Linked DNA regions of Mus musculus: region 1 is linked to region 2. Evidence: chromatin contacts called from public capture Hi-C data. All regions are on one chromosome and are shown on one strand. Each heading gives the region's core, a stretch centred on a gene start, on an enhancer-like site or on the middle of the called end of the contact. The rest is flanking DNA. Distances are from core to core; before and after follow the strand shown.

What was found. Capture Hi-C pulls out chosen DNA fragments and counts their contacts.
Region 1: a capture Hi-C map of embryonic tail shows a contact between it and region 2, with 4 times the contacts expected there. The contact joins two enhancer-like sites. A contact is called at or near these places in 1 of 39 promoter capture datasets (embryonic stem cells), 2 of 15 datasets of contacts at CTCF or cohesin (embryonic stem cells and stem cell-derived epiblast-like cells), 16 of 484 Hi-C or Micro-C datasets (the Ba/F3 cell line, the HL-1 cell line, cerebellar granule neurons and 6 more), 8 of 115 datasets of contacts at active chromatin or transcription factors (embryonic basal ganglia, embryonic forebrain, embryonic hindbrain and 5 more) and 1 of 9 other capture datasets (embryonic tail).

What each region holds. Positions count from the first base shown.
Region 1 is chr17:85,485,506-85,488,351 of GRCm38.p6, forward strand. No RefSeq gene overlaps it. Among named protein-coding and RNA genes, the nearest start is that of Six3os1, 130 kb to the right of the region's middle. Within about 2 kb of position 1,591, at least 45 of the 459 cell types and tissues checked have an H3K27ac peak or open chromatin away from gene starts, as enhancers often do. A contact at or near this core is called in embryonic tail, where this site is marked.
Region 2 is chr17:85,189,010-85,191,709 of GRCm38.p6, forward strand. The region is part of intron 3 of Camkmt (calmodulin-lysine N-methyltransferase); the gene reads left to right. Among named protein-coding and RNA genes, the nearest start is that of Gm36826, 32 kb to the left of the region's middle. Within about 2 kb of position 1,277, at least 23 of the 459 cell types and tissues checked have an H3K27ac peak or open chromatin away from gene starts, as enhancers often do. A contact at or near this core is called in embryonic tail, where this site is marked.

The DNA of each region.
Region 1 (2,846 bases), core at 341-2,840, 300 kb after region 2:
AAGCCGGCTCCCCTTCTAAATCAGAGCTGCAGGCAACGGGGAGATAACTTGGGCTCCGGAGAAGAGGGATTTTCAGCTAATTTATGGAACCCACCGTCACTCTCTCTCTCTCTCTCTCTCTCTCCCCGAGCAGCCTGCTCCCTGCTTAACGGGGAAATTGAAGCAGACAGCCTTTGTCTAAACACTTCTTTTGCCCAGAATATCTTAATTTTCTATTTGAATGTTTAATAAGGTTTGGGGCGCTCCTTCTTTTTTAATTGCCATGGTGCAGGCGTTTGGGTGTTAATGTTTGGCTGGTGGCTGCCGGGCACCAGTCTTTGCTGGGCGTGGAAGGAAGGGCCAGCGTTCCCAGGTTTGACTCGAACAGCCTGTGCCAAACGGATGATATTACTTCTGGGAGCGGTGTACCCCCAAACCAGGGTTGTCTAGAGACGCTTGGTCTACGTGCAACACCCTTTGCTTCACCCTTTCCCCCCATCCCCAGCCCTGTTGATGCCCGCAGGCGTCCTGGGTCTCATCCCTGGCCCGGTGCCTGCTTTCTTTCTCTCCTGTCCTGGACCAGCTGTCAGGTACCAGGCCGGGCCTTGGCCAGACTGTACCCGCTGTCCCAGACCATCTTAGGGTATCCTTGTCCTGCTAGGGTTGGGCCCTGGCTCATTTCCGGCTGCTCCAGTGAGCCCACAGCTCTGCCTAATTAATTCTAGGAGGAGGCTCTCTGTGGCTCTCTTTCCCAACCGATAGCTGGAATTCCTAAAAATGTAAGTGGAGCTCGTACTGAAATTAGTTTTGAGAAGATCGTGGGCAAGCTAAATTCTTGTCGTTTCATGCGTAAACCTTCATGAAAAAATAACAACAAAACCCCAGAAATGTCTTATCCATATTTCAAGGCAGCCTGCTTTTCCGGGTGCCATATCCAGTCATCATGTTGACAAATTAATGGCAGAGAATTAGTTGTACATTAAAGATTTAAACGATATTATGCAGCACATTGTCATAAAATGATATAAAACAATAGGAAAATAAATGTAAATGAATTCAAGTTACTGACATGTAAAACACCAGACTGACATCTGTACACTTAACGCGGCGATCAGGCGCGGTGGCGGAGCCCCGGACGCCGGCGTCCCTCTGTGAAGACGCCCGCAGGGGCGCGCGGTCCAAGGTTGGGGAAGGATTGTTTGAGGGGGGGCCGCCGGCCGGGCACCCGGCGTGCTAAGGGTTAAGTGCGCCGATCGCGGCTCTCTCGACTCCCCTCCCCTGTGTCCTGATTTCCAGGCCCACCGAGCCAACCGAGAAAGTTTTCAATTCGACGAGGCTGGCGTGTTTCAGGGGCTGAGCTCCTTAGAAAGCTTCGGGGGGCCCCCCCAAGGGCCGACGTGCAAGGGCGGGGGCGACTTGCCCTGTCCTGGACACGCTAATTACAAGGATTCGGTTTCCCGGCTCTGAAGGAATGCATTACCTGCAGCAAAGCAGGCCGGGCCTCTCAGGAAGGCCCCAGAGGAAGCCGAAGGCCCCAGTGAATTCCAGCCCCATCCCTAGGTTTATACCCACAACCCCAGCCCACGCTGAGCGACTAATCGCTTGGCCATTGTCAGGGCTGTTGTCCAATCAGACCCTGAATAGCAAAACTTCACAATGCCGAGTATGAATTAGAGGGGAACAAATGTGGATGCAGACTTTTTTTGCAACAATACCTAACTGAGCCTTTCAGACAGGACAAGGGATGCACAAAAGCTCGACGGAAATTGGAGTAACTTTTGGAGGCCCTTGGAGCTCCCGTCAATAAGCGGCAGCTCCATAATGGCGGCCTGGACCTCCTCCATCAGCCTTCCCCCAACCTTTTTTTTTTTTTTTTTTTTTTTGGTGAGGTGGATCAATTGTTCGAGAGGTGGGGGAAAATTGTCATAAAAATTGGGCATTTTTGTTGTCCCTGTCTTGGAAACGGTGGCTCTCTGTTGAACGAGGCCAAGTGGGTTTCCCTCTCTTTCTCGCTTGCCCCCCCCCTTTTTTTTAAATGTGAATTGTAGATTTGGTCATTATTTAGCCTACGATAGTAAAGTCCTGACAATGTCGCCTCCCTCCTCTGTCCACCCCCAAAAGAACAGAATGGCTTCTTGAGCTATACAAATGTCAGGTCTCTGTTTTAAATTTTAGCCTTGTTTACCCAACAGATCAGAATTCATTACTGTGTAAAAGTGGTTCCATTTTCTGATCTTTTTATTCAAAATGTTGAGAGTATCAAAAAGCTCATTTGAAGGTCACAGGTTTCTGTATCTATTCTCTTAAGTGTTTTAGAAATTCATATGGACGACACAAAAGGTGGATAATGTGAAAACACACAGCTCATTGTTTATCCTAACCTTGCCACAGTTATTAGATAAATGAGTGTGGGGAGGAAAAGTGGCATTAAAAGCCATTGTGAACTGGGAATTTTTTTTTCCCCCTGAAGACTGTTAATTTTAGCCCTTGATCTGTAAAGGTCAATTTCTAATTCTTTTTACTGCGCAGTTTATATAACTTCTGCATTTCAAGTCTATAAAAAGCTTCTGCAGACTTTTCATAATGTAGGTAGCAATTTATTTCATTATGGTTTGAATTTTTTATGTAAGTCCTATGGACATTTTGATGAAATTATCAGGCTTAAAAGCTGTGGTGCTTTTCATTGGGGGGTGTGGGGGGCTTTTTCACCCCTCTGATCCATTCTTGCTGGATAATTTAAAATTAGTAAGATTAATCAGTGCAGTGATTTAAAAGACCATACTTCGGGCTGAACAAGGTCTGAAGCAAAAGTATTTTATTTTATTTTTTTTATTAGTAAATGATTTAAAAGGTCTTTTCAACTAGTT
Region 2 (2,700 bases), core at 27-2,526:
ATATCTTTGACAATTACAAAACTGTTGGCTATTTTAGTAGACACAGGAGACAGTCAAAGGGAAGTGTCACTTGATGGTTACGATGAAAAGATAAAAGTGAACTCCTTTTCTTTTTAAAGAAAATTATGCCAGCATCTTCAACCCGTGTTGCTACTATTCAAGGTTTGAGTTTACGGTTCCATACAGTAAGTAAGTATATACTCTTGTTCTTAGGATGTGTAAAGTTACAAGAAACCTCATGAAAAGGCCAACTCTGTCATCACTATCCCAGAGGAATGAATTCTGGAAAAAAGGCGGTAGTTTGGGTAACTGGCATTTTGCACTTTCCTAAACCTTCCCCACCACCAGGCCCCGCCCCCGCACCCCCACTCCCGCTCCCGCCCCTTGCCGCGAGTCTCTGCAGAATACCTGTCTTTTCTGGTCTGGTTGGTGCAGAATGGCTGAGTGAGAGCAGATTAGCAATTTGAGCTAGACTTTGTGAGTCTGTTGTTTATCGTCATGAATTTTGCAGAGTTCAAGGAGGTGTTTTTTTTTTTTTTTTTAAATCCTCCCTATCACAAATCACCTAGCAGCTAGATTCAAGCGGAAGTTGGAGTTTATTTTACAAAACATGAAAAAGCTTTTAAACCAACGTCTTTGAGGTAAATCTGTAGCCAAAGTGAGGCCACCTGCTGTTTAGAAAAGTGCTTACACGCTCAGGACATTTCTGTCCCCAGTGGAGGAGCTCGCCGAGTAAAAGACTGCCATTGCAGATCCTGCCCGACAGGTGGCAGCAGTTCCCACAGTTTCAGAGCATAACAATAGCTGGCTCTGTGGCTCCAAGAATAAAGCTGTCATGAACTCATGGGATCTTTATACAGTAAGGGCTCTTCTTTGAAATGTGATACATGAGAAAATTACCATTAGTTTTTAGTTCCCCTTTTAAGGTTTAAGTAGCTTATCTTTTTTTTTCTTTTTGTAAGTTCCATTTTGTATTTGAAATCCTGCCCCCAAACAAGTGTTAACAGCCACTGCTTTTTTTTCTTTTCTTTTTTTTTTTTTTTTTTTTTTTTTTTGTGGTCTTGTATTATAAAGTCTGAGTCTTTGGGTTATCTAAGGGAAAGCTATGCTGCTAACTTCTGTCTCCCTTTTCTTCCCCCCTCCCCGTGCCCTAATTACAAGAATAATCCATTGTTAATTTTGACTGCTGCTGCGGTCTCCGAGAAGGAAATCCTAGCTGCTGTCTGTGCGAGCCTAATTTCCCTGTGCTCAGGAGTTGAGTGGTTAATGGTTTAACAGCGCCATTCACCTTCTAGGAGGCTTTGAACCAAATCGTAGCACCTCTGAGAGACTGATTTTGCAACTGTCTATAAAAAGAAGGGTTTTTGAATAATGCCTGGGGCAGCTTCTGATCCTCTGATAGCCGGCAGCAGCATACCTTTTGGTACACACAGACGCTTCCCCTGTCCGAAATGCCTTGTAGGTGTGGGGAGTGTGGGCTGCTTGTCCATTTTAATGGTAAAAGTGACTACCTAAAATGTATTCCCTGGTAATTGTCTTAATTCATAGAGGTACATTCTTAAGTGAACTCGTCTTTTTAATTCAAATCAAAATAGAATTAAGCCTACCTTCGAAAATGTTTTTTTTCCCAGAAATTCTGTAGCAACCACTGTCTTATTATTCAAATTAATCATCCAGAAACCTTAATGTGATAATTTATTCAAGTTAATATGAAAATCTGAGGATTTTATTTTTTTTAATTTAGAAAAGACTAGGCATTATTTATTTATCCATCTGTCTGCCTGTCCGTCCTCCAGCCATCTACCATGTAGAGATGGTAACAGTGGCCCGTTGTGTGCAGTTCATGAGCATCTTTGTGCATTTTGAAGGGAGTATCTCGAGCTGTTACTGTTTGGAGCTCATTGATTTTTTTTTTTTTTAATCTGTCACCTACATTTTTTTTTGAACTTTGCAGAATTATAGGTTCTTAGAGCGAATCTATTTCTATTAAGTAAGTATAGCATTGAACTATTTCAAATGAAAACATACATCTTCCTGAGCACTATCCACATCCACAGAAATGCATATGTTTAGTTCTGATAGATAAAGGGAATGTGGGATTTCATGTTGTAAAACATTGTTATTCCTTAAGAACAAGGTACATGCCTAAACTTGCCTATCATCTATAGACCGCAGCAGTTAGTCAACGCCTCAGAACAGCATAGGGTGATGTTCCAGTCAGAATCAGGCTCTACTGCCCTATCCACCCAGCGTGTATAAAAGGATGGTAATAAAAGCAAAGACGTTTCCTAAGAATCTCACATGCTCTAAACTGCTACATCTAAATAGTTATTAAGTAGCATTGTCTGCAACTTGAAAAATAGTGGTTTTTAAAGTAACTACTATGAGCAAGAGTATAAGTAAGTTTCTTTTTACTTGAATACTTTTCATGGTAAATATTGATAAAAATGTTTTTGAAGGAATAATGACAATTTAATAATATGAATTTTGGTCCTTGATGGATTTTGGCCAGGGTTGGGGGCGTATTTAAATAGCTAACCCCCAAGCCCGTCTTTGGAAGCTGGGCTCCCTAGGCTATCTGCAACCGTTCCTCTGTGCTTTAGAGATGTCCCACTCACCGGAGACCCAACATGCCGCAGCACAACCCCGTGGTTTCTTCTTTGTGGTGCTCTTTTAGAACATTATGTGAAAGTAATTTCA